Regions from separate parts of the Gossypium hirsutum genome. Here all the other regions are linked to region 1. A link is a contact called in public Hi-C data. All regions are on one chromosome and are shown on one strand. Each heading gives the region's core, a stretch centred on a gene start, on an enhancer-like site or on the middle of the called end of the contact. The rest is flanking DNA. Distances are from core to core; before and after follow the strand shown. Region 1 holds the start of LOC107914001. Region 2 holds the start of LOC107924437 (ethanolamine-phosphate cytidylyltransferase). Region 3 holds the start of LOC107914022 (putative cyclin-B3-1). Region 4 holds the start of LOC107913958 (protein LURP-one-related 15).

Region 1 (7,279 bases), core at 2,006-4,505:
TTTTTCATAAAAATTACTAATGGGGTGATTTCACAATTTATCTAAACTTTTGGGATAAGTTGTAAATAAGATAATATTTCTATAAATTTTTTGAAATAATTTCTTCAGAGAATTTTCTTTCTACAACTTTCTCTTGAAATCAAGTGTGTGTAAATAATGACCCAAAACTCTCTTTATATAGGGAGAGTTTAGAGAGTTCAACTATGATTAAACTTAATCACTTTAATATTAAATTAATAGAATATTTATTTACAAGATAAGCACTAAATTAAATTTAATATTAAGATAATCACTTTAATATTAAATTAATAAAATACTATTAAGATAAGTATTAAATTTAATTTAATATTAAATCTATTAAAATAATATTATTTTTGAAATAGTTAATCTAAAATTAAAGTCTAGTCGTTGATTGGACTGTTAGCCTGGTTTCACATACCAGGCCCGGTTCAACCAGTTTTTGGGTCTTGGTCTTGATTTTGGGCTCCCGAGCCAAATTTACGATCCCAGGTCTAATTTTTAAGTTCAATTACCCATTGGGCAAATTGTTAGACTTGAAAATTAATTTTCAAAAATATCATATTAATTTTAATTAATTTGATTAATGTAATTTTATGTGATTAAAATCAATTTTCTCAAAAATCACTTAGATTTTCCAAATTAATTTTTCAAGAAAATTGTCTAGTTGAACAATTATTACGATCGCCCAATTTAATTCTACATCGAATAAAACGACTCAATTAAATTATTTCCAAAGTCGTAGAATTTTCTTCTAATTCAAATGCAGTCCGATCGAGCTTTTGTTAAGCTAGTGGAGGGACTAATAGGACATATACAATTAGGCTCTAGTAATTGCAATTATGTCTTGAAGCATCATTCAAATAATTCGCATTACTTAATCATGGAGTCAGGCCACAAGAAGTACTATAATTGAAAACTCCTTATTGTATACTCTTTATGAAAGCAATTCATCCAACTACTTTGTCTAATGACCTTGTCATGTATGTGTTACCCTCATATGATATTCTTGATTCCTTTGAGTTAAATTCGTTCACTCAATACAATCCTATTTTATCTCATTGTCACAATTGTGTCTTCTTAATGATTAATATAATCACTGTCAACAAATGACTGTGATAAATTGCTCATTCGAGAACAAGCAACCCATGGTCATGTTTCATATTTATCAATCCATACAATGCCAATGAGAGGATATTGTTAACTCTTTAATTGAGTTATGAATTCCACCGTTGCTAGTAAAGCCGTGCTATACACAAGTCATACACCCAACATATCAGCTATCGGCTCGATCATCTTTAGAACATAATCCTCCACTTATATCAAAGCACATGAGTTACATACGTATGGTCGGTGGCTAACTCAGGATTTAGGTAAATCACACCATGAATGTCACAAGTGAATTAATTCACAAACGGATTAAAATTTAATTCATCCTGGATCCAGTCTAATGTATCATTCTACCAATGAATACATTTATGTCTCCACCCGTGGAATCAACTGCTCTGATAGCTAAGACTAGCCATCTCCTCAATTGAAATTGTAGATGACATAATAATCCTTCTCAATATTTGAATCAAATGCTCACTTTGATTCTTTTACTGAATTACAAACTCGTTTAGATTATCTATCGAAGTAAGTTGTCTTTCTCGTAATGTAAACATTCTTACAATGTCACTTATCATCAGTTTAATTTTAGACAATCAATGAACTAATATTTTATTGTTACAATTTCGCTATGCATACAAAATATGAAAGAAAGAAATACCAAATACAAAACAGTGAAATGTGAAATTTATTTATTCATCGTTCAAATACATAGAAAACAATTACATGTTTACTACATTATGAACACATTTCCTAATAAGAGTTCTTTTGTGTAAGGAGCCGAGAGGAAGATAATTTGTATATATTTTTTACTTTGTGCTCTCAGTCTCGACATCAAACTCTTTTCTTTTTCTCTTGACAGTGTCGACACCTTACCAGAGGAAGATAATTTCTTAGCAAGACATACAAATCGAAATGCAAAAAAGTCATTAACCTAATTTGTATGGGTATGGGCCAAATCAATTAATTCTGTAATTTGACTTTAAAGCCCATATTGAGCTTCTAAATTTAGTCTTTTAAGGCCCATCATACATTAATATTTAATTATTATTATTAAAGTTATATAATTAAAAACTGAAAAAATACTTTGTTAATATAAAATATAACCTTATGGTTTTAGGGGGCAAATGTTATACAATGTGGTATCAAATTAAAATACATGATAATTTATATGTAAAATTAAAAAATATGAAAATTCCAAGGGGGCGACTGCCCCCAAGATCCATCCTTGTACATATACATGTGAAAACCACGTATTTAGAATGCATACATGTGTTTAAAAATACCATACAATAAACAATAAAATGTATGATTTGAGACTAATTAAGAATAACACATGAAATATATACAATATTAAAATAAAAAATTAAATTAAATTGTAAGTAAAATAAAATTTATTTAAACACATGAATACATTATATAAAGATTAATAAATGAATACAATTATTTATCAATGTGTTGTCATCAATTCTAAGTTGGTGTCGAGTTAATTTGTGACATCATTTCAATCAACAATATTATTAATATAATATATACAATTGATTGAGGTAATAAAATATGCATAATAAAATTCAAATGAATGAAATTATTAAAAGAAAATTTTAGTTGAGTTGTAAATTTTAGGTTTTGCTAATCCAACTTACTTGAATTCAAATCCTTCGTATGTGTATTTTTATTAATTTTTTTAAAATTAAAAAAATTAAAAAATCCTCAAATAACATAAATTATTTTAAGTAAAAAAATATTAAAATAATTTTTCTTCGAATCCCTTTAGATTAGCGTTTTATTCTAGTGTGATATATTTAACTTTCTTTTTGTCTCACGATATAGTATTACTACAACATCTAATATTACTGCCATTACTATTTTTACATTAATCACAGATAAATGTACCGTCTATCTAAAAACACCTAAACTTGATTGATGGGTGATGTACCCAACTCGAAACTTATAAATAAATAGTATAGATATAAATATTTAAAATTTATATAACATGAATTATTTATATATGTTAACTTAAATGATAATATAAAATGAAAAAGACAGGTCAACATAATAGCTTATGCAGATATGGTGGCTGCTGTTAGTTTTATAGTATTAATAAATAGAATGGTTTTATTCAAATAAATAATTAAATAAATAAAATGGTTTTATGAGAGGGTTTTTCTTTTGGTTTTTTGTGCTTGCAGACAAGTAGAAAAGTAAAAAGGATGTTGTAATTTCCTATTAAATTTCTGTATTTTGTTTTTCAACCATTTATCAAGAAAAAGGGAGAGAGAGAGAGAGAGAAAGAAAATGGAAGCTAGAAATTTTGGTAAAAGATAAACACAACAACTCCTCCCCTTTCTCTCTCTTTCTTGCTTCTGCCAATAATTTTAGATCGAATCCCAAACGTAACTCTATTCTCTTTTGTGTTTTTTATTAGATTATTTTTTTGTTTCGTTTCTTAGAAGGAAAAAAAAAGTCATTTATAAAGTCAAGTGTTTGGGAACTTTGGGTTGTTTACGAAAAAGAACATGAGCAAAGAGATTGTAAAGGAAGAAGCGCCTTCGTCGTCCCCTGTTGTTTCGGGTAGCTTTGCTTCTCTGAGAAGCGTCCGATGGCGTATTAGTCTCAGTATTTTGCCTTCTTCTTCTTCAGTTGATGATCTTCGCAGGGTAACTGCTGATTCTCGCCGAAGGTGATTTTTTTTCCTTGATAAAAATTCTAGTATTTGATGTATTTTTGGTTTTCTTTCCTTGTAAAGATTACCAGATTTATTATTATTATTTAATTTCAAATCCGGAATTTTTTTTTAACCCCTATTTTGATTTTTTTGTACAACACTCGAGCTGATTCTAGGTTAAAATTTACCCCCCAAAAAGAGAGAAGACAACTGTCTTTCTTTTTTCCTATTCCTATAACTTCTTTTTCTTGTTCAAAGTAGTTCTAAATTTTGCTCATTAAATTGCAATTGAGTTGTTTTTTTTTTTCGTTTTTCATTTTTCTTGGAGTTAAAAACCAACAGTTATGGCCTCAAATCTCTGGTTTTATTGTAATTTAGATATGCTGGGTTGAGAAGGTGGCTGCTAGTGGATCCACATGTTCCAAAGGATGGAAGAAGTAAATCCCCTGATCTTGTCATGGACAATCCACTCTCTCAAAACCCAGGTAATTGCCAATGGTTCTTATTATTTTTCTTCATTATATTGGTTACCTATTTGTATTGTTGATTCATCAGTTTTTGTTTTAATAAGTAGTGCTATGTTTACCTCGCTATATTATCTTGATTCACGTTGAACTTATGTAGAAAGTGTTTATGGGTCCAATGTTCGTTTCAGTTCCACAAATAGGAGGCAAATCTCTTTGCCTCCTTTTCGACCCCATCCTGGTTGATTGGTTGGTTGGTTTTGAAGCCAGGATTTGGAACTCGTCTTTGTCAATGGAAAATGTTCCATTAAACTCTCCAATACGTTAGGAATATTCTTCTTTGAGAAACTTTATGTTGTTTCATCAAACAACATAATATACTCCCCTCTCTTTTAAAAATCTTCGTTGCTTGATCTTTACTGAAACGATATATAATTCTTGATGCAGACAGCACCTGGGGGCGATTCTTTCGGAATGCTGAGCTGGAAAAAATGGTTGACCACGATTTATCACGATTATATCCAGAACATGGAAGCTACTTCCAGACTCCTGGATGCCAGGGAATGCTGAGAAGAATATTGTTGTTGTGGTGCCTTAGACATCCAGAGTATGGTTATAGACAAGGTTTTCTCCTAAGCACTTTGCCAGCATATTTATTAGTTTCTGTTCCATCACATTTTAGAATTTGCAAGATTAAATCAGCAATGTGTTGCTGCCCTAATTATTGAGTGTTTTCTAGTATCTGAATCACTGCTTTTCATGGTGAGACATAAAAGTAACATGCTTGCCTTTACCGTAGGTGAAAGCTAGTTGGACCTGATAATGCAAATTTCTTTTTGTAGTCTGCAAATAAAAAGCCATTGGAAATTGTGTCACAATAAAGTCAACTAACTAGTAGTTCTTGCTATTTTATTATCTGAGTCATCAAGCTGGCTCTTCATCTGTTTCTCTTTCCTGCTTATTTGTAGGAATGCATGAACTCTTGGCACCTCTTCTGTATGTTCTTCATGTCGATGTTGAGCGTCTTTCGGAAGTGCGAAAGCTACATGAACACCATTTCATTGACAAATTTGATGGATTGTCATTTGAAGAAAATGATGTCACATACAATTTTGATTTTAAGAAGTTTTTAGATTCCATGGAAGATGAGATTGGATCTCAAGGTAATTCAAAGAAAGCTAGGAGTCTTGATGAGCTTGATCCTGAGATACAGACCATTGTATTGCTAAGTGATGCTTATGGAGCTGAAGGTGAACTTGGTATTGTCTTGTCTGAGAAATTTACGGAACATGATGCCTACTGTATGTTTGAGGCTCTGATGAGTGGGGCTCATGGTTCAGTTGCTATGGCAGATTTCTTTTCTCCCATTCCTGCTGCTGAGTCCCAGAGTGGCTTGCCCCCTGTCATTGAAGCCTCAGCTGCATTATACCATTTACTGTCAATTGTTGATTCTTCCCTGCATAGCCATCTTGTCGAGCTTGGTGTTGAACCCCAGTATTTTGCACTTCGCTGGTTGCGGGTTTTATTTGGACGGGAGTTTTCACTTCAAGATCTCTTAGTTGTATGGGATGAGATCTTCACGGCAGATAATAGCCCACTTGAAAAAGACTCTGGAAATGATGAGAATTCCAGTCTTAAAATGTTCAATTCATGCCGTGGAGCATTAATAACTGCTATGGCAGTCTCTATGATACTTTATGTGAGATCTTCCCTGCTTGCCACTGAAAATGCAACAACTTGTCTTCAGAGACTCTTGAACTTTCCGGAGACTATAAATCTGAAAAAACTTATAGCAAAGGCGAAGCCACTGCAAATTCTTGCATTGGATTCTAAAATTTCACCTTTGTCATCTATATTTGATGGGTCTTATAACCATAGCAAATCTGCAGTTAGTGGTTACAATCTTTCATCTCATCCAGTTTCTCCAAAAACTCCTCTATCTCTTGTGCCTGACAGTTACTGGGAAGAAAAGTGGAGAGTACTGCATAAGACCGAGGAACTGAAGCAAGATAGTTTAGACAAACTATCTCCAAGTGGGAAAAAAAGATGGTCGGAAAAAGTAAAGCTGGTGCTATCTAGAACTGAATCTGATCCATCGCCTGCAAGAGCAGAGAAATACAAAAAGGGCCATAAGTCATCTGTTAGGCGTAGTTTGCTTGATGATTTGACTCGGCAACTTGGCTTGGAGGAAGAAGATACCGAAAAGGGAGGCTGTTCTGATGCTTCCAACTTAGAAGATCATCATTCTACAGAAGCTCAGGTAGAGGGGCAGCAAAATGATACTAACATAGGCTCAATTTACAGAGCTGAGGAAAGATGTGAGTGTGGAAGTGGAACTTTTGTCAGTGAAGAAAATTCCTCTATTTTTTCTGACCCTTTAAGTTCTGGAAGTGGTACTAATGACCATGAAAATGACACAGAAAAAAGTAGCATTGCATCGAATTTATCGTCAGATGAAAATGATGATCACCACCAAAGTAACCCTGAAGATTCACCTCTGCCAGTTTCCTCTCCTCCTCCTGAAGGTGTCCCTTTAAATTCGCCGCATGAGAATGAATCTTCAGGGAAGCTGGTCTCAGCCATGAGGGAAAGAAGACATCTCTCAGGTAGATTTCAATGGCTTTTGAGGTTTGGACGAAACAATGTCAGTCAGGAGGCATCGGATAAAGGAGGAGGTACCAATGAGACACCAAAATCTCTAAATCGTGATAGCAAGAGCAATACAGCAGACTCATCTATTGCTGGTGCTTCTCGTAATTCATCTCTCGCCAGCCAAAGAGATGTGGACCAGAATGTAATGGGAACATTGAAGAATCTGGGGCAGTCTATGCTTGAACACATTCAGGTAATATTTTGGTTTTTCTAATTGTGTAGAGCTTCAAACTAATGTGGAAAATACTTTTGTTGTTGAACAAAACAGTCTAGTTTTGTCTATTTTTCATGCTCTCCTGAATAGTGTGTGTTTGGATTACATGTGAAGAAAGCTGTATACAACTTGATCTATAGTCTTGTGAAGATTTGTAGA
Region 2 (7,279 bases), core at 2,369-4,868, 500 kb before region 1:
CTGCATCAACACCCAGCCTTTTAACAATATTCTGTTCACCACTCTAGTTTAAAATTTGATAGAGAAAGTGCATATCTAAAGGATCCTCATTACAGGATAGGCATCCTATATTTTAATTATCATCAGGACTAAAAGTTTCAGTTGGGTTATTTACTCACCATAGAGCAACAATGTCAGCTAGCTGCTCGGCTCATATATTCAGACAATGGTAGCCAAGCCAGATAAAAGTAAGCTATGCTTAAATTTTGCACCAAAATGTGTATTAAAAGAGGCTACAATGAGACAGTAGAATGCTTATCTTACAACAACACTGGAATAACATGTGGATCTGATTGAGAGCAATCACCAAATTTATGGAATCATAATAACATAAAAAAAAAAAGAAAAATCAGATGAGAGAAAAGTATCAAAGGGATGAAATACCTCCACATGCCCTGCATGAAAGAGATCGAAAGCCCCATCAATGTATACAACGCGAGCATTTGGTCCAGGTCCCTGAAGAAAAACTGAATGAGATTGGCATGCAAAGAGAGCCATGCATTCTCATAAACATACAGTTAAAAGGAGAAAGAAAGCAAAAGAACTAAATTGGCACCACATCCATCCATACCCCCACACTCTCCCCCACGTCTGATAAAGAAGAAAATAGCGCTTAAACTTTTACAAGAAATGGTTGCAAGCATCCCTTGTGCTAGGGAATTGACTTATGACAGAATTTTAGGCCATTTTGAAACAATATTACTACTAGTGAGATAAAAAAAGAGAATGAAAAACGAAGTGAAGAATGCACCAAACCATTGATCCATATTATACTTTAAAGTCCGTCCAATAAATTGCTTTAATCAGTTTCCTAAAAATTATCTTTCAAGCAAAAGATTTACATAAGCATTTTATCCAGACCTTTACGTTCATGATGCTACAGAACACATCTTTAATAAAACATTGCAAAGGGATTATAAGCCAGAAGGGCAGTCGGCCAGTTTGGTCATAACAAGACAATAGCTATGGTAAATGAGTAGCTCAACCAGCCTAATTTGAAGAAAGATGATATAAAATCATCTTTTTCTTGTTATTGTCAACTGCCAAAGGAGAGAGAATTAGCACTTTGTATGCCTTTACCAACTGAACTTGACAAACGTAATATAACTTTAGTATAATTTTTAGTAATAGGCTCGCCAAGCACTTTGGAGTTTTTGAGGCTATAACTCTTTCTTGCAAACAGATTTTAAAGAGTGCACTCTTTATTCCATGTTCATGCTGCCTAAAATTATAATTTCTTAAGTAATTATATCAATGAGCTAATCTCAAAGAAAGTTCTGAAGGATCCTTAATATGAAGCTTAGTTTCTCTTAGGCTGGCTAGTGTGAAACTAAATAGTACCTTGCCATTTGAAAATTGCACAATCCGCTGAGATGTTGGTAGAAATTGGGAAATCTGAGCCCTTTGTGAATGACATCTTTCACCTGAATCTCCATTCAAAAGTGTGCTAGTATGATCTCCACCCCCTTCAGTATCCTTTACAGAACAAAGTATTCTTCCTACATATGTATAATTAGTGAAATAATTAGAAATTACTGAAATTTACAGAAGCTAGTAGATGAAAAGGATTTAACCAAAGGAATCTTGAACACATCTCAAGAAAATTTTTATTACCAACAATATCCGTGCTGGAGACACCTTCAGTGCGTTTAATCTGCTTGTAGCGGCCGGCTTTCTTTGCCAAGGCATAAGCATCAGATCCATCAGGGAGAAGGCAAGGATCATCACCGTGTATTATATAGTCAATCTTATGCTCATTGAACAGACTGTTCATGAATTGCTCAGTAATTGCATAGGGGGCATTTGCTATTACTTGATCCACCCACTTTAATCCACTAACAAGTGCCAGCCTGGAGAGAACTTCAATGAGATCCATGGAACCACACAATACAGTAATTACAAAAATCTTACCAACAGTAGCGAGTTGACAAACAAACCATCAAGGGAAAGACTGGCATGCAGATTAATCAAGTTGAAAGTTGAGAACTTTATTGCATAGGAGATATTAATTTCAATACAGCTTAATAAGTTAGAAGCAAAGATAATACCTAAGGTATACAGCCTTCTTGCCTACATGCTCTTGAAAAAGAAATTGTTGCACCAGATAACTAGCCTCTGCAATTCATGTTGTTCATTAACTGATTTTACATGCATGTGAAGGTTCCATTGTAAAACAGCTAATCTGTTACAATTTATTAGGCTTCTTGATTCTCATACTTCAGAGTTGGATATATATAGACTTGCATGCATGCATGCACACACGCACGCACACACGTACATATATAATCTTTTTCCTCACTGTTTTCTTTCAACAAATTTATTTTTTCACATATGAGGATATCACAGTATTTTGAGCTGTGCTAGTTTTCAAAACCTTCATTAATAAGCCAAGGCATTGTGAATGCTTTCCATGTGATTAGAGTTAATGAAGATTCAAAACAGAGCAGTGTTTATATGTGCAAAACACAAGGATAAGGCAAAAATGAACTACAGATAATGAAATAAAATATCGAACGAAAAACAGAGTCACATTAGTACCTCTCTTCCATAGGCAGAACAGGAGGACCTTTATTGGCAATAATCTCCTCATCACTTACAACCCCAACCACCAATTCATCTCCCAAAGCCTTAGCTTGCCTCAACGCATTGGCATGGCCATAATGCATGAGATCAAAGCACCCATCCATGTAAACTCGAATGCGCTTCTTCTCACACTTCTTCTTGTGGAAGATCCCTGAATCTGACCAAACATATGACAATGGGAACAGTCCAATTCCACCGAAATAAGTGGTAGACAAACCAAGCAAGGCAGCCGTTAGCATTAGGCCACCAAAGAGACGTGGGCAGTAATACACCCCGTCCCAAATCCAATTGTTACTCTCGTATTCCATTGCTATCCTCTCTTCGAACCGCAATAACAGGAGACACAGAACCTAAAACATGGCAATACCAAATAATAATAATTTTATTAATAATGATAAGAAGAAGAATGTAAGATTTGCAATAAAGGAAAATTTCAGAGACCTTTCAGGCTAACTTTACACGAAAGTTTATGTATAAATAAAAGGCAATTAATATAATTTCACTTTTCTAATTTGGGCAGAAAGGAGGGCCTTTATTGGCAACGATTGAAAGAGAATCTGAAACTTGTAAAACATACAAATTAATAAATGTGTTATGGGTTGTATATAAATACATGCAAAAATGAAATTCAGAAGTATGAAAAAGCTTAATTAAAACTGGATTTGTTAAGAAAGTGTTAAATCTGAATCTTACGCAAAATCAAGAAGCCAGATCATATGAATTTTAGTTAAAAATGGGCAAATCTAATTAAGTTTGAGGACTGCAAATTCTAACGAAAGGAAACGGAAAAGCGTGAGAATTGGAATATGTGAAGATGGTAGATCGAATCTTTACCTTTCTTTGCTGTAGTTTTTCTTTAATTCTGGGTTCGTGTCTCCTCCTTTTCTTTTTTTCTTTTTCTTTTTTTTTTTTGTTTTTCCTTCTCTCGTTTCTCTCACACGGGATTTGTGAGTGGCAGCTGGCCCAGTATGTATTGCATTTCGTCTAATTAAATTAAACAAGTTGCAAACAATATCGTTTTCTCACAAATATCCTTCCAATTGTTTGTTTTCTTTCCCAAAGCAGTCGGGTCGGGTTTAATTTCCATACATCAATATCACATGTATATATACAACAAAATAAACTTTTCTTTTAAAAAAAAATACAAGTCTTTGTTGGCATAATTAAAATATTTAGAATCATATTATATATATATTACACCATATCATGTATCTTTTATATATTTTTTATAGGAAATTTTTTATTTAAAAATGGTATACTTGCTTTCTTGAATTACCTTTTTTAAAAGTTTTATTTAAAAATAATAATTCACTATTTTAATTTACATTATACATTATTTTTATTTAATATTTCTCTAAGAACAAAATAATACATTTCCCTTGATAAATAAATATTTTTAAGATTTATATATTTAATTAATTAAAATGCTTCTATATTTATAAAATACTTTTAAGTATAAATATACTCATGATTGTTAAATCTACTTTTAATATATAATATTATTTTTTATTTTAAAACAACATTAAACTAATATATTTATGTAATTGTGTTATAAATAAACACTGTTGTTAAATTATATTATATATATGATTTGATGTACTCCATCCAAATTATTTGCACATATTTTAATATTTTTTATTACAACTTTATATTAATTTCTAAACCAAATTTTTTATATTTAGTTATTAATTCTTTCATATATTGCTTCATTAAAAAATTTAATTAATAGTATGTAAATGTTGGTAATATATATGACTTCGAAACCGTTTTTAATATCAAAATATCATCACATATTTTATCTTTTCTATGTTTTGGGCATATATTATACTGTGCAATTTTTTTATCACATGCGTTAGGAGTGAAGTTAGAAATTTTTTTAAGAAGATAGAATTAATTTGTATATTTTATGAGAGTCAAAATGCAATTTCACAATTGTAATAACTTATATCTTTATAATTTTTAAATAATTAAATTATAATTTTATTATTTTAGGGGTCAAATTATAATTTTACTGTTTACTCAATTAAAATCTTGTAAAACTTAAAGAGTCAATATTGCAATTTTACATTTTAGGGGTAGTGCCTTTGTCAACCTCCTAGCTCCGTCCCTAATGTGCATTGTACTGGTGAGAAAACCAGTATATTTAATATAATAAGGACCAAAATCATGTAATGATGACAAGTGCGGATTTCTCTTTTTTTTAATGTAATTTCTATATTTTTTTTTCTTTTTTATTTAATTGTTCATTATTTATTAGATTAGATTTTTCAAAATTTTCATTTATCTATTAATTGTATCTATATGGTAATAATAAATTTCAAAAACTCATTTTATCTCTTTAGAGAAATAGAAGTGTCATAAATTCTATATTGACCAGATAACACTTTAATAGTTAACACTTACTGTTACACTTGATATTTCCTTAAGTCTGAAATTTAGGAATAATTGGGGGTTAAATTGAAAGAATTCGTAAGTTGACAGGTTTTACTAAAAAATCAAGAAAAATTTAGTGGTTGATTTGGACATAGTTGATTCCCAATTCTGGTTCAATTGGATTAAGACCAACTAGTTTCTTAGTGGGAGACAAAATGGTTATCGATGGGTAATTTTTATAGGGTTGATAATCGTGTGTAAAAGGCTATAAATAGTTGAGAAATGAATTCTCAGGGTGAAATCTTCTCAATTTTGTTTAATTTTATTCTCTTTTTCATCTTTTTCTTTGGTTGCTCCAAAGAAGTGATAATTCCGAGAAGCTCTGCATGGAGCGGTGATCATGAGGTTTTAGTCGAAAAAGTAAAAAATCTAGTGAACTGGTAAAGTCCTAAGTCCTTTAGTGTTCGTAAAATTGAGAAATGAAGTTAAGAATTCCTTGAACCTTTGAGGGGTTTTGCATGTTTTTGAAAACTGAGTTTTTAAGTGGGAATGTTAAGTTTAATTTATGGCTTTGATTATTATGCTTAGCTGCTAGGAGAATGGGAGCTCCGGCATTCGGAAAAGCTAAGCTGATGAAGCAAATAAGCATTAGGTGAGTTTATATACTCCATACATGGATGTGCTTTGAATGTTATATGATTGATATGATCTTTGCTATTTGAGAATTATATGTATACATAAGGATGACTAGGTATATGAATGTCCGCAAGTGTGTTGGTATGCATGAAATGGTTGTGGTACTACATATAAACCTAGTGTATACCGCGTTATTTTGTTTATGTGATGATACGCATGTGTCTGCTTGTTTATGAATTGTGAAGTATGGAGGGAAATTAATGGCGGGATAGATGGAGCAGGATTTGGCGTATGAAGAAATAGGAGGATGGACAGGGAAATGAAATTTTTGGTAGATTCCGCAATTCGATGTTACAGGTTGTAAACCGTGATGTACAAAGCTCTGGGTATTGCGGAAGGGACACTATGGTATTCGAGCATCAAGGTTAAATGTGAGATAGAATGATATTGACTAGCTCACTAGAGCGATACCATGATGATTGCCTGTTGACTCTACAGAGAAATATCGCAACGATAGTAAGGTCCTTTAGGACGACACCGTAGAAACAATTATTAAGTCCTTTGGGGCGACACCTTAAAAAGGTTAAGGTGTAAAATCATAGCTCGACTATGGCAACCAATAGAGTTCGCCAGGACAGTAAACATGGGATAGTTTGCTAGGACATTAAACATGAGGATTACAGGTGTAAGACCATAACTTGACTATGGCAACCAATAGAGTCTGTCAGGACATTAAACATGTGATAGTCCACCGGAGCAATAAACACGGGGTAGTCCACCAGGACAGTGAACATGGGATAGTCTGTCGGGACAATAAAAATGGGGTAGTCCGCTAGGACGGTGATTATGGAAAAATCACACAAGCGAGGAAATTGCAAGTGTTAACAAGCGATAGCTAGCTAGCGGGATTGAGGAATCAGTCAAATAATGCAAAAATATTAGAAATGTGAAATGTCTACCAAAACGACAAGCAAGAAAGCTGGTAGGGAATATGGTTGTAACCCAGCTAGAACCAATTATGGGAATGTCGTACTAATAATGCCTTGTATATAGGCAAACAAGAGAGGATTTATCTATAGATCGTAGGTAAGGTTTTGCCACTGAGAAACTCTGGATGTTAGAGGAAGGTTTTAGAAGAGTAACGAGAGATTCACTCCCAGTATAAGGCTTCATTGAAACCGTAGCTTATACGATGATGCATAAATGTATATACCCAGACAATCTAATCGGTAAAGAGGGGTTAGTTGGAACCTAAGGATAGAAAAATGTACTAATAGGATTATTTAAGTGGTATATGTCTATCAAAACTATTCCTCTTTGAGGGGAAACTATTGTGTGTATATTCGCCATAGAGTTAATCCCGTAGAGAACCAATATACAAGAAGAGGATTCGTAAACTTGAATGGTCGCTCAGATAACAATCTGTTGGATACTGTAGGCTAAAACAGTCTAATACAGATAAACTTGTTATACCTTAAAGGCAAGGTATCTCAAATAGGGCAGATCACAAGTAAGTAATCTATCCAACTTTTTAGTCGAGTACAGGGTGAAATGAGATTAAGTCTACCAGAGTGGCGCGGGTCCTCATTAGTTAACTTGACTGATGGGATGTTAGCAAGTCATTCATGACTATAGTAAAAAAAAAGAG
Region 3 (7,279 bases), core at 2,343-4,842, 330 kb after region 1:
GTAGCATCATTCATAATAGTGGAATTCATAGCCCAACTGACGGGTAAATGATATCCTCTCATCGACATTACATGATAGATGAAAATTAAATGTGGTCACGAGTCGTTTGTCTTTGTGATAAATGACTTAATTACTATTTGATAGTAATTGATTTTTCATGAAGGAAGATTTACCATGAGATAAAATAGGATCATATTGGAATAGCAGATTTATTCCAAAGAGATTAAGGATATTATATGAGGGTAACACGCTTATGAAATAAGGTCATTGGACAAGCATTAATTAAATAGCTTTTGTAATGGTATATAATTAGGGAGAGCTCACAATACTATAGTGGAATGACTTCGTGGCTAATAAGTTTATGATTAATAGGAGAAAAGCCGAAACTTAATTATAAATTATTTGAGTCATAATTACATATGTTCAATCGGTCCCTCCGCTAGCTCATTGAAATTAGAAATGAATTCTATGTAGAACCAAATTAACAAAAATGATGAAGTTAGAGAAATGAGTCACATTCACAAATGAATGTGTTTTCTCACTAAGTATAAAAATAACTTGAGAATTAATTCAAGGTTTTTGAATTATTATTTAATTAATTATAATTAAATAATTGAAATTCAAATATGAAATAAAGTAATTAGTCATTATGAATTCATTGAATATGAAAATTAAATATATTTTATCAAAGATTCTTTTACGGTAAAGTCATCATGACTTTAAATGAATTAGAATTGGGTTGAGAATATTATTTAATTAAAAAATTGATTTAGTTAATTTAATTAATTAATATTTATTTAGGAATAGACAACAAATATTGAGTTGAATTCAATTATAAAGTGTTGCGTTAAAAGACTAAGAAACACATATAATTGGATCAAATACATGGGAGACCCAATTCCCCTCATTTTACATGTAAGCGGTTCATATATTGTTATTATGCCAGAAAATAATGAAAATTATTTCCTAGGAATGATAATTTCTATCGGTTTCTATTGAGAGAATTACTTTTGTATTGAAAGTAATAAATCATTATTTGTTATGTGTTTGGTTCTTGTTCTTCGAGCCCACACTCGATGCAATTCGGGGTACGAGAATAGCGAAGAAGGTCATTTAGTTGAAAGCCAAAAATGTTTCGGATTCGTCTCGCACAAAACACATGTATTTTTCAAGAGAAGGTTTATTGCTTCACAAACCGACTCGATTTTCACTTAAACTTCCGCTGTAACTAAAAATCATTTTTAACTGGATTTTTCCAACAATGAAATCTTGGAAAATGCACTTGATAGGATTCAAACCTCAAACATCATAATTTTCAATGTCTTTACTATTTCAACTAAAGCTTCATTTGATTTTTAAATCATTTTTTATAAATATATTTGTTACATAAATTTTTTACTCACATCGTTGATATGCCATAATCTAGTTAATAATAATATGAATTTGTGAGATTTACATCACATCTTTAATAAACTTATCAATGTATTTCCATTTATTAAAAGCTATTTTCATTAATAAAATATGGTTAATAGTTATTTTAGGTAAAACTTAAATATTTTATTGATTTAATATCTTAATTACAACTTATTATTTTTATTTCATAAAGGAATAGAATTAATTTTACTAAAATTTGAAAGAGTATGTTGTTATAGAGAACTAATTTAGTAAAAAGTGTGTTTTAAAGTTTATAAATGTTGTTATAAGTGAAAAACTTTTATAGAGGGTAAAACTAAAATATAAAAAATTGGTTCTACAATAAATTTGAATGATATAGTAAAATGTTGTTATAGAGGTTGGTTTTTATAATAACGACTTATTGTGCCAGGATGAATGACCTCCTAGGAAATGGGAATATTTTTCATATTTTGTTATAATGAAATGTTGTTATAGGAAATGTTGATTGTACTAGAACAATCGACATTCTGAGAAATGGGAAGTCACCTTTATTTTTAATATTTTGTTACAGTAAAATTTTGTTATAAAGAGTGGTTGTTATAGAAAAGATGGATTGTATAGGATGAGTGACATCCCAAGATGTGGGAAGTCACCTTTATTTTTCATACTTTTGGTCCAAAAATCTTTGTTTGGAACTTAGGAGACTTATAGAAAGATATTCAATGATCTACACAATCCAATAGTTCGTGAGCTAGAATACATGTCACAGTTGAAGTTTTGGTTTGATCTAATAGTGGTTCGACAAATTGGATTTGTTTTCCTCTCGCACTTTAGTTTGAAGTTTCGTGTTGATTCTGAGAAATTCATGGCGATCTACTCCAACAAGAAAAGAGAGGAGGAAGAGGAGGAGGGGAGCACTTTGGTGTTGTCGACGGGTGGAAAAAAACCACCGGACACGATGGAAGTGTATAGCAACTAGTGCTTTTAATTACTTTTAGGTATAAATGCAAAATCCTTAAAATTGATGATTAATGATGCAATTCTTTCTTCCATCCATCTCTATTGTTCAAATATAAATTTAAGATCAATATCCCACATTTCTAAAAAAAAAAATTCAATATTCCACGTTCATTGATTAATGTGTTATTAATTTTTTTTATGAAAGTAAAATAATGAATTTTTTTATAATTTTCTTATTTAATGATTTTATATATGTTTATTTATTTATTTTTGGTATAAAAAGATTTGAAATAATGATTTTAAGGTCTTTTAACTCTCTTACTAAAGCGTCACATCTCATCATATCATCGGTCAATACGCTACGAATGATTAGATATAAATTAATAAGTGAAATACAACTTTAAGTGCCAAAAGTGGACATTTTAAAAACATAGATACTACATTAGAACAAACCCTAAAATACAAGCGTTATTCATGTCATTTTCCCTTCTACAAAGGCATTCTTCTCAATCTAGGTGAGTTATTAAATGTTCTTAGCATAATAGTAATAATAATATGATGGAAAGCTACAATGATGATATCCATCAAGCGAAAAACAAAAATTACGCTATTGATTATCTTTTACTTTCGAAATGAAGATTATAAATAAAAACACAAGTAGAAAAAAGAAAAATTAAAATTTACTTTATTCATCATAAAGAGAAAACAAAAAATAATAATAATAATCATATAACGGAAAAGTCCTACAACTGAATAATGAGATTTTAAGAAAATTTTTTAGAATTTTTAATATTTTTTGCATAATTGAAATTAAAAATTTTATAATTTTAAAAAATAAATTATGAATTTTAAACTCTATTTAGATTTTTTTTTGCATTTATCATTAAAAAATTTTCTAAAAGTACCAATTTGGTATTTTAGTTATAGTTAAGTGACCAAAACAAAAACTTACTAATAATTGTGTGATTAAGGGTGTAGTTTACCTAAATATATTTGAGGAATAGTGGCTTAATGACTCAGGTTGATGTCTTTTAACAAGTTAACAAAAGGTAACTTAAATAACTAAATTTGAATAATTAAGCAACCAAATTGAAACTTTTGATAATTAAGTAATTATGAGTATCATTTATCCAGAATAAAAAGCTAGGCCCGGAAGCATTAAAAATATCCTCATTTGAACTTGAGCCCAGCCCGCCAGATCTTGTATAAACAGAATCACATCACATGGGCCTAAATGATCTCAAATTTTGAAACAATTTGAAAGGCAAAAGAGAGGAGAGGGAGGCGGGATACACCACTTTTCAATTCAACATAAGCAAACGGTTAACTTTTCTTTCTTCCTCTCAGACGAAAAACTAGTCAAGAAAGATCCATCAAAATGGCATCTCTCAAGCTCAAGGTATTTTCCCCCCTTCTTTATCATTAAGAATAATGCTTCTTAATTTATAACGAAAATTGTGCTGTTTCTCATTATCTTTTTAATAATTATTTTTTCCCCTTTAAATTTGAGTTAGGGTTTCAGTTTTTATTTATTTATCAGTATATTCTCTCATTTTTTCCAGGGGAAAACAGGAGATCAACTTAACTCCAGTCGTTGTAATTCTATCTATTCCTATTTTCTATATTCAGTAATTATATATGTATATATATATATATTCTTTTAGATTCATTATATTCTTTTCTTCTTTGTGTAAAAGGTTTGAAAATTTATTTCCAAAATGAAAATCCCAAAAATGAAGCATCTACCATGTAAGTTTGCCCTTCCTTCGATTAGAGCATCGTCTGAATTTTTTTTTAAATGAAGAATAATTTGATTGTTTGACGAACTGGTTTTCTTTTACATTTTCTTTTCTAGGACGAAACCAGGAGTAGGTAGCAAAGCAGCCGTTTTAACTACTGCAATCGATTCAAAGGTTATTACCTTTTTTTTATTGATTCTCATAATAAAGCATTTTTTATTTATTTATATTCATGTTTAACTTCCAAATGTAATTTAAAGGGGTCTCTGAAGAACATGACCAAGATTAAAGGCAAGCGCGATAGTTCTGGTAAGCTTCATCTGCATCTGCAACAAATTTGTCATAATGAGTATCTCCATTCTATGCCATTGAGAACTTTTTTTTTACAGTTCTTTATATGCTCACTTTTCAGAAAATAAAATAGTTCAAAGAAAGGCACTGTCAGATCTTAGCAACCTTACTTCTTTTGTTTCTTCCACGAAAGTTTATGATGGCTCTAAATCAATGTGAGTGCCACAGTTATAATGCTTTTGAATTGTTAGCTCTTTCTGGAATTGGCTTACCTAGTTGTCATTGCTGCCCTTTTTGTAACGCAGGAAGAATGAGAGAACTGCCTTGTTGGAACGGTATGAAATCTAATTGTTGTCATTGTGTCTTCTTTGGCTGTGGATATGATGCATCGCCAAGATTTGAGGACACAATAGACCCTTATCAATTTCGCCCATTGGTTTTTTTGTTTTTTTTTTTGGGGGGGGGGAATTATGAATAAATTTATGGAAATTTTGTTCAGTGTCAATCTTTCTTCTTCTTTGTCTTTCTTCTTTATCCTTTTTTTTTAAAGAAAAATTTCTAATTTATGGTCTAGACATGTTTCAACTTTGAACTAGTGTACTTTTTGTGCCTAGTTGCCGCTTTGTGTTTGATTCTGTTTCTGTCTATGACCTATTTTATCAGTAACATTTTAATGACATGCATTTGCTTCCCCTCCCTGACAGTCCCTGTCTGTCTCTGCTTTATTATTGAATGAAGAAAATGTTCCATTTATCCAAAATGAATATGGGGCCAAATTTTACAAAATTCTACCGAAGAAGATGATAGCCCCAGATGGATATTTGTATGTTAATTCGTTTATTGTTTATTAGACTATAGTTCAAATATGTGAAGTAATTTATTTGCAGGGTTTCAGTGGCTTCGGCTGCAAAAACTGCTAATGTCTCATCCAGGAGATCTTTCAAGGTACAAGTACTAGATTAAAAGTTCAAAGCTCTTTTCTACTTTTTCCCCTGCCCCTACAGCCCCTCAAACATACACGAAGTTATTTAAAGTGTGAAAACTAATAACTAAGATCTTGGTAAATCAGTTCTGGAACTATCCTAAATGCTAGTCCTAATGGCATGTGTACTGTTGATATCATATTTATGTTATATCACCAAAGTAGTAAGGTAGAAGTGATACTCTGATTGTCATGAACAATCAATCATTAGAAATTGTTGATTGGGAATAACCAATGAAAAGTGGTATGATGTAACATTTATTGTAGTGTTGAGTTTAAACTTTAGTAAGTTCTTGGCTGAAGTTTAGGACTTTCAAACTGCTAAATTTGAGTGTTTTATCCATATTTATGGCATCTTAATTTCACTTGATAATCCAGACCACAATTACTGAAAGAAAATTCATTATGTAGTTTTGATATATTCATTTGATTTTCCACTATAATCAAGACACAGCATTTTGAAGTATTATTAGGTTTGCAATAAGCCTCCTTTGTAGCTCTCTTGATGTCATCACCTTTTGTTTGTCTTATCATGGAGTTACGAAGGACTTAATCTATTTCACAATATTTTTTAAAATAGGGAAAAGAGAGGGACCATCTAAATCAAGGTGCTGTTGTTCATACTTCAAAGAAAGGTAGCCTGCTATTATTTATAAAGTTGTTTTGGTAACGTTCACTAGTAAAACAACATATAAGCAAGTTTTGCTTTCTGAGAACAGAAAGTAATAAAGATGTGAAGACTTCCTTGAGTGTCCAAAGTGTTACAACCAAGAATTCAGATCGTAAATCTGTTCTTACCACCAGCAGGTACAATGTTAAATTGAGTTCAATTTCTGTTTGGGGTGCAGGATAAAACCTGCTAGTATGACTGCTGTTTTGAAATTATCTGATCAAGTTTTTCTCACTTCAATTCAGGACAACCAAGAATCCACTTCCACCCTCAAGGTTTGTGAATTTAAGCGTCACTGGAATAATTGATTAAAAGAATGTTGATAATATCTCCCACTGATGCATGCTTTTATTTCCTTTCCATCTTGAAGGAAGTCTTTACCGGTGTTGAAAAAGGTGAACCAAGCCCTTCCAAGTTACACAATATTGAACATATTTATTTCATTTTCTTCTAACGAAAAAAAAAAGAAATGAAAATGAAGATAGTGTTATTCCCTTTTCTCATGATATTATCTTGCTGATCTTGTTGCATCTGCCTTTTTATCTTTTATTTATTTATTGCCTATATATTTCCCCTTTTCCATGTAGGACAAAGCTACAGAAGCTAGTAGGATTACAAGTAAGATGCATGATATATTTTCCTTAAATCTCCAAAAGTGCAGTGCCCAGACTTGCTTTCACTAAGATGGCATTTTTCTCCTGTCTATTCTCCCCCTTTTTTTGTCCCCATTTTGGGGGTTTCAGGTAAGTCTAAAGTCTGTGAGAGTGCTTCACATCAAGCAAGCTATGGAAAGAACCATATTTCAAGGAATAGAGGGAGTGATAGCTTTGTAATGATGTAAGCACGAGTCTCTAATTTCATTCTGGTTCTTTACCCTGCTGAACTCAGATTATTTTTGTTGGAATAAATAACATAATGAATTACCCATTTACACTACCAGTCAATTCAAGCAAAAATTTTAATGAGATAAATTATTTTTTGATGAACTGGCTGGTCCAGAACTGGAGGTCTAACTGGTTATCCAGCCCTTTTTCTAAACATTGTAGTAAGGTCTTAATCAGGGATAGAAGCGAAATGCTTTTTCAGTCTCCTACATTGAAGTATAGATTTGCCACCAAGAATTTGAGGTCTATTAAAATTTCAAATTATAGACGAGCCACTGTAAAGTTTGCAATTTATTGAAAAATGCCTTGTTGAATTCTAGCTTATCTGTGTCAATGTTAATGGTGATTGGTCTTGCAA
Region 4 (7,279 bases), core at 2,278-4,777, 280 kb before region 1:
AGTCGAGTATTTTTGGTAATTCTAACTTATAAATTTTTGTATTTACAGGAAATAGAAAAGAGATATTTGTAACATAAGTTATTTCGCTTTTTGATATTTCATAATTAGCCTACTATTTGTACATTCATTAAAATTAAGAATTTTTTCCTTATAAATTTTTATATTAGTTGCTTTGATTTTTTTATAAGTGTGTTTTAATTGTTTACTTACAAATTTATATTAAATATTTTTTTAAAGATATTAAATATTCCTTTAATGTTATTAAAACTTACCATATTACTTTCTATATATGCTATAAACAATACATTATATTAAAATTATTTAAATTTAATTTTTTTGATAAATTATTAATAAAAAATTTTATGATTTGATACATTAATAGTTTTTTTACCTTTTTAAAATTAAACTTCTACTCATACATTTTTCATTCTCAAAATGACTCTAATAATCAAATGTTTAATTTTTTTTTGTTTGGGATCACCCGTATAAACAATGAGAAAGAAGGAATAGAGAAAATTGGGCATACAAATTTACGTGAAAAACTCTTAGGTAAGAGGATAAAAACTACGGGCAAAGAAGGCTTCAACTTTTTACTAGATGAGTAAACAAACGATAATACAATATGAAGAAAATAAACCTAAATGTATTATATGTAAAAACCCAAATCTCGAATGCGAAGCTCTAACCTAGGTACAAAGTTCTTTCTATAGCTATCACAAAACTCTCTCTAAAACTCATCTTGCGACTACATCTTGTCACCTCTTAATTGGTCTATCAAAAATAGATATACAATGACCCCTTTATATACACCAAGTTTAAGTTCTAATCATACTAAAATATCTCTAGTATAATTAGAGTTCAATTGGGAGGAGTCCTGCTAAGCTGTCAAAACGCGACTACTTAATTGGAGAAATGGTTGCGGTGTCATGAGTCTCCTTGCCATGACGTCGCCCTTGCTTTGTAATTGGTTGCATCTATCTTCAATAAGTGCCTGCCTACAAACCATCCAATAAATGGGAGGCACACTCCACATTTTTATACAATAACCTTAAAAAATAAATTTAACATATTTTGATAAATATACACAATCAACTATACATCGTACGGACCGAAAAACTAGTATAAACCTAAAATTACATAAAATGTATTAATCTAAAATATAAGACTATTATACCGAATTATGAAACTATATTCCTAATAAATCTTAACTCTAACATCAATTTTTATGTCATTAATATTTAAGTTGGCATTTTTAACTTACCTTTAAAAATTTATATTTTGAACATAATTACACAAGTTTAAGATGAGCAAAATCCAATAAGCACGTACCCAATTGGAGTATCACATGTTTTAAAGTGCCAATTTCTTCCCTTTTTGATTAGGTAACACAATTAAGAATTAATTCAATTCCAGTTCTTCAAGAACGTAATATTAGTAAAGAGTAAATGGACATAATTCATAATTTTCTAACACTTTCCACTTATTCTTCTTGTCACATCCCAATGTCATTTAGATTTCATTACAATTCCCTTTCCTCAATATATGTACATATACACAATTACACACATAATCATACTTATTCACCAATCCTAAGTAATATAGAATTTAGTATTAGAAGTAAAACTTAATCAATTCAGACTTAATTAACTATCTTCCTTAATAATTTGGGTATGAATTTTTGGCTTTTACCACCACCAATCTCCTCACTTGTACACTTTCCTTCAATTATGAACTATACTAATTCAACTGTATGGTGGATTCATTACAACACAGGTTAGAATTGATGAAAATATATCTTTTTTCCTCCTCCATGAATAGCTACAATTTCTCTAATTTTTTCCTCAGTTTTTCACCTTCTCTTTTTGTCAAACGTTAGCTGATTGCTTCAGCATCAATCTCTCCTTCATCCAGCCGTGAGTGCCTTGATTTGTGGGGTTGCTTGGCTTCCAAATCTTTGCCACCTAGCTTCACTATTCTCTTAATTTCCCTTACTTTTGAGACCTAGTTTTCAAGGTGTCATCAACCCTTATTTGATTAATGAGACTCACCACTAACACCAATTCTTTTGCCTACCCAATGGTAGGGTTAAATTGCAATTTAGTCCTATTTATTGAAGGTAGAATTTTCCTTTCTCTCTTTGTACGAAAACGAAGCAAAATGTTGGCAGCCTCACTCCCCTCCTCCAGCCTAATTAGCATGCTATGGTGGGATTTATTGGCATCATCACTGTCATTTGCCACCTATCACCAAAATTCTTTTAATTATTACACACTCTGACACCTAGACACAATCATTTACACCTTTTAATGGCATTTAACACACACTAAGTAGCTTAATTGCCACCAAGTCTTTTTAAGTCAATGGTGAAAATGCACTTTAGATCCCCATAATCTAAAATCGAGTATATTCTTCTAATGCATTTAATTGAATTTATGTCACCCATCAATTAAACTCTAACTTTTTAATAAATTTATCAAATATTCATTTATTTTACAAAACAACAAATATTATTTACATAATATTTAAATTATTTTACACTTTAATAAATCTAAAAAATTATAGGCATATGAAAAAGTTTGAGTCCAAAATACCTTAATAACCCAATCCTCCATTTTATCAATTCAACCGCATTTAATTTTTAATAAATTCATTTCACTTGTGGTGTGCCATACTAGAGTATGTGTAATTAAATCGTAGGAAGAGGGTGTTAACGTACCTGAGCCAAAATAGTGTTAGACTCTCCGGAATAAATGATACAGGATCTTTCCAGCCAGCTTCCTTCCACTCTGAAATCACAAACATCCTCTTTTGGGTTGGTTGCCAAGAACACATGCAATTTGGTCTTGAGTTGGATCATTGATGATCGCTTCACTGTGAATATCAGATCTTTTTCTTCCGTGCTTTCTCCCCTGAATACTTGCCATCTATCGTGGACAGTCATTATCTATTAACAAATCAAGGTAGCTAGATTTATATGTAGTATTGAAATAAAGCTATGTCTGAGAAACTTGAACAACAAAAACCAAACCTTGGGTCGAAGAGTGCAAACGGGATTTCCGGCAGCATCGGTTAAGAGGCGACGGTCATGGATGCTGAAAAATTTGCCTTTGATTTTGAACATGATGTTGCCATTGATGTCAGTGACAGCAAAGTTGCCCTCAGTGATGGTCAAAACCTTTCTGACGGTAGCCAGATCTACTGGTTGAGGATAGCAGTATTGAGGCCCAATCACGGAAAGAGGAGTAGCCAAAGGTGGGTAAGCACTTGGTGCAGCCGGGGGAGGATATGCTTGTTCGTGTTCCATCTAGCTACCACTGCAATCACCGATGAATGAAGATGAACTCTTCAATTGGTTTTGTATTTGGTTTAGATCTTGAATTTGTACCCACGAACTCAGTCAACTCAAGTCTCCTCTTGAAAATTCTAACGTACTAAGATTCCAAGATCATGACTTCTTGTGTCCACATGCTTAAAAAGAAAGGGACCAAAAAAAAAAAACAAAAAGGCCACCTACACCATTGCTTTTACAGCAACTTGGAGATCATGCATTCGAACTACTTTAAGAGTAGTTTTAAGATTTTTTTTGGACTGCTTCAACTTAATCATTTAATTATCTTAAATAATTAACATGCCCCTTTATTTTTTTTAATTTTAATTCATTTTATTTAATAATTTTAATTAATATTAATTTAAAATTTAATCTAAAAAAGGTGATATTTGAATTGTTGTTCAATTTTTTTTAGTTAGGTGTAATTTTCAACCTATCAAGAACAGAATCACCTTTATAAGATTTGAACCTACGACATTGGGTTTTGAATACCCACATTCTACCGAACTGAACTAAAAGTACTTTCTTATCATAATAAATAACACTGTAAAAAAGATGATTAAGTGTTAAAAAATAAGTATTGAATTTAAGTTATATTTTTTTGATATATTACTTAAAGTTAATTTTTGAATATAAATAGATTATTTGATAAATATAGATTTTAAATTGTAAAAAAATATATTCTATATTTTATCCTTAATTTTTATTCATTTTAACTTATTCTAAATAAAAAAAATTTAAATGTAAAATTTTTATAAGAAAATAAAATAATATTAAATTAATTGAAAATATTCTCTGATAAGCTTTTACTTATTATTTTCTACACTTTTGTTTTTAGAAAAAAATTATTAGATTGTTTTAATTTTGGATTATCAAACCTATGTAAAAAATTAGAAACTTTAAAATTTTAATTAAAAATTTTTTCAATAATTTATCAAAAGAAAGCGTAAGTTAAAATTCTAAATTAACAATAATTATTAAAAACTTTAAAAATTTTAAAATAAATAAAATATGAAAAACTAAAAAAAAAGAAGAAAATATTGTATTTATAAAATTGAATCAAAACATAATAAAAAAATTCAATTTTTAATAAAAATAGGAAAATAAAAAAATAAAATATATTGATTTTTTAACATAATTGAGTTTTCAATATGAAAGTCAATTTGACTAATTCTTAAATTTGATTTTTTTTCATTTTTTAACTAATTACATGTGATATTTTTTTCCTAAACTATATAGCATGCTTATCATATATATACATGAACATATTTTATAAATAATTTAAATATTATCATTTTATCACAGAAAAGCTTAAAATTAAGTATTCTGATTTAGCCAAAGTTTCATGATTTCATCCTATAAAAAATAAGGAAAATTACAATTATTTCCTCAAAGCATATTTGGGTCTTTTGGGTGAAATCCAAACATCTTGAATTTTGAGGATTTCCCTAAAACCACAAATACCTTGAAAAAACACTGAAGGGATCTGTTGTCGAACTTCTATCTTCATCACAAACCTCCACTACGGCCATGGTTGATGTCATCGGGTAGCCGCTGAACCACCGCCGACCGTCATTGTAGGCCATCGTTGACCACTGTCAAACCATTTTCAGCCACTTCATCGACCACTGGCAGCCTCTGTTGCCAAACCACCATCAGTCTTTTGCCAGTTGGCTAGGTCAGGTTTGCATGGTCTCGATTAGTCATAGATGGGTCTTGGTTCTTCGAGTTCCACTGGAAAAATTTTTTATACAAGACTTATGCCCTGTTTTTGGGTCACATGATTTATTCAAAAAATAAATTAATAAAACATACTTGGAAATAATAGTCCACAATCTAATTACATATCCCAACAATGATTAAAATAATAATTACAGCCACTTTAATTTCTAGGAATTACAACTTTGGAAAATTTACTTTATCATATAAATAATAAAATAATATAATACATTCATTCAATATATAATCCAAAACATACTAATAATTATAAGAATGTCACTGGTTCGCGATGAAATGTACAAGTGTACACAATTGTTATTAAGTAAAAAGTAAGTAAAAGAGTTATCGTCTCTATAAAGACTGTATTTAAATCGATAGTTGTAAAATTACTATTCACAAGTTGGTAAAGAAACACAATAATTTAGAGTGATAGATGTTAAATTAAATTAATTAACTAAATGCGATTTAACCTAAATGCAAATAAGATGAAATAAAATACAAGGTGATAATTTAGCAGCAATATCACAAGTTTAATAACAATAACATGAACAAGCTAGAATAATTACAAAATGACTCAACTCATTCTCATCATGTTTAACAATCTTCCGAAACAAAATTCATGGCAACTCGATCATTCATTAACTTGAAATCTAATATAAGTTCTTTCGAAGTCTTATACTTAGAAAAACATCTATATTTCTATGTCCATATTTAACTAAGGAATCCTTATAATTTATGTGAGGTAATAGGGACTGATCAGGTTTGAAACAATTTAATCACACAAACCTAAAGTTATGCAAGGTAATAGAGCTCTCTCGAGTTATTACGAACCTTTTATTTAATCGGATCATGATCTAAATTAAGCAAGCACCTTCCAATTATTGTGTCCATTACTTGTCATTTCATTAGGATTGATCAACTAATTCTAATGCATTCAAACATGTTTTAATGCATGAAATATATAAATGATTTTAATTGGAATGATGGAAATTTGAGGCACAGAACATCATAAACATGAATCAAATGAATTTTATCAAATTATTGCAATCATTCTAGCTAAAACAAAATTTAGTCATTATCGTTAATGGAAAAACAATTAAAAAATTTGCAAACATATTTGAATAACTAAGAACAAAAATAAAGAAAAAGGAAGAAGAAACTCTTGATGATTTCAGCGATTCTCCGAAGATTAATCGTGGTGGCTTCCTCTAATTCTCGTGATTGCTCCTTCGCAAACTACTCCTCAAGGTGGCTGACCAAGAGAGTTTTTCTCAAGAAAAATGCTAGCTAAATGGAAGTGGAGAAATAGATGCTTTTGGCGTGGAAGGAAAAAGAGAAAGATGAGAAATGAATGGTTTTGACAACCCAACTAGCTAGCAGACTAGCCCTTCTCAGCAACAAACTTTTAGCTGGGTTTAATCAATATTTTATTAGTAAAATTTGTTCTTTTTGATGCCTACATGAAGTGGATTTTAACTCATGTCCATGTGTGTTTTTATTGGCTGTCACGTTTATCAACTCAATGGTCCAACTGCAACAAATTGAGCAAAAATTAACATGTAACATAAAATAGTAAAATTATGTAGAATTAATACTTAATTTCATAAAATTACACACTTTACTAAAATAATGACCAATTTCTTAATATGAACTAAAATGACTCATTTAGTTGTCCATATACTCGAAATTTGCATAGATTATAACTAAAAAAGTGCTAAAAAGACTATATAATTTAGACGTATCACACCCCCAAATTTAATCCATTACTCGTCCTGAGTAATGTTTCATGCAAAGCAAAAATTAAGGCAATCTTGCACAATATTTACAAAGAATCAACTTTTCACATAATCATGCAACAACAAATTTATGCTCACAATCTCTTCTTGCTAATAAATTGCTCACATGTAGATATTATTTCAAATCTTATGATAAGTAAAATAAAATTCTATCATTAGTCATAATTTGCATGCATTCCAAAGTCATATATAAAATTTACCATTCCACAAATATTCGTTATCTAGTTAGACCAAACAATCTTAAGGTTTAATTATTGGTCTTCATATGTTGCACTTAGTAATTTCTCTCCACTAATGTAGTCGATATAATTATCAAAATCAATACGTCTTTTATATGGTTGTAATGGGGCTAGGCTCAAGGTAAGGATAAAGAGAAGTGATTTTTAGGCTAAATCATCGTAACCCTAACTTCGTCTTGGATTTTTTTGGGGTACAG

The links. Hi-C and Micro-C count contacts between places; a contact is called where the count stands out from the background.
Region 2: a Hi-C map of leaf shows a contact between it and region 1, with 2.7 times the contacts expected there. The contact joins the promoter of LOC107924437 here to the promoter of LOC107914001 in region 1. A contact is called at or near these places in 2 of 34 Hi-C or Micro-C datasets (both in leaf).
Region 3: a Hi-C map of leaf shows a contact between it and region 1, with 6 times the contacts expected there. The contact joins the promoter of LOC107914022 here to the promoter of LOC107914001 in region 1. A contact is called at or near these places in 7 of 34 Hi-C or Micro-C datasets (hypocotyl, leaf and petal).
Region 4: a contact with region 1 is called in a Hi-C map of leaf, with 2.3 times the contacts expected there. The contact joins the promoter of LOC107913958 here to the promoter of LOC107914001 in region 1. A contact is called at or near these places in 3 of 34 Hi-C or Micro-C datasets (callus, hypocotyl and leaf).

The regions. Positions count from the first base shown.
Region 1 is chrD08:15,521,288-15,528,566 of Gossypium_hirsutum_v2.1, reverse strand. LOC107914001 reads left to right here and starts at 3,255. Exons shown (of 5, transcript XM_016842703.2): 1 at 3,255-3,805; 2 at 4,169-4,275; 3 at 4,702-4,878; 4 at 5,223-7,099. The coding sequence starts at 3,642.
Region 2 is chrD08:16,019,262-16,026,540 of Gossypium_hirsutum_v2.1, reverse strand. LOC107924437 (ethanolamine-phosphate cytidylyltransferase) reads right to left here and starts at 3,618. Exons shown (of 10, transcript XM_016854925.2): 1 at 3,457-3,618; 2 at 2,578-2,972; 3 at 1,654-1,889; 4 at 1,381-1,538; 5 at 424-495. The coding sequence starts at 2,930.
Region 3 is chrD08:15,189,754-15,197,032 of Gossypium_hirsutum_v2.1, reverse strand. It overlaps LOC107914022 (putative cyclin-B3-1), which reads left to right and starts at 3,592. Exons shown (of 23, transcript XM_016842737.2): 1 at 3,592-3,754; 2 at 3,918-3,948; 3 at 4,053-4,104; 4 at 4,211-4,268; 5 at 4,355-4,403; 6 at 4,507-4,600; 7 at 4,691-4,720; 8 at 5,273-5,330; 9 at 5,948-6,002; 10 at 6,087-6,174; 11 at 6,283-6,312; 12 at 6,408-6,432; 13 at 6,625-6,655; 14 at 6,781-6,874. The coding sequence starts at 3,734.
Region 4 is chrD08:15,803,321-15,810,599 of Gossypium_hirsutum_v2.1, reverse strand. It overlaps LOC107913958 (protein LURP-one-related 15), which reads right to left and starts at 3,527. Exons shown (of 3, transcript XM_016842662.2): 1 at 3,029-3,527; 2 at 2,717-2,944; 3 at 566-995. The coding sequence starts at 3,304. The coding sequence ends at 981.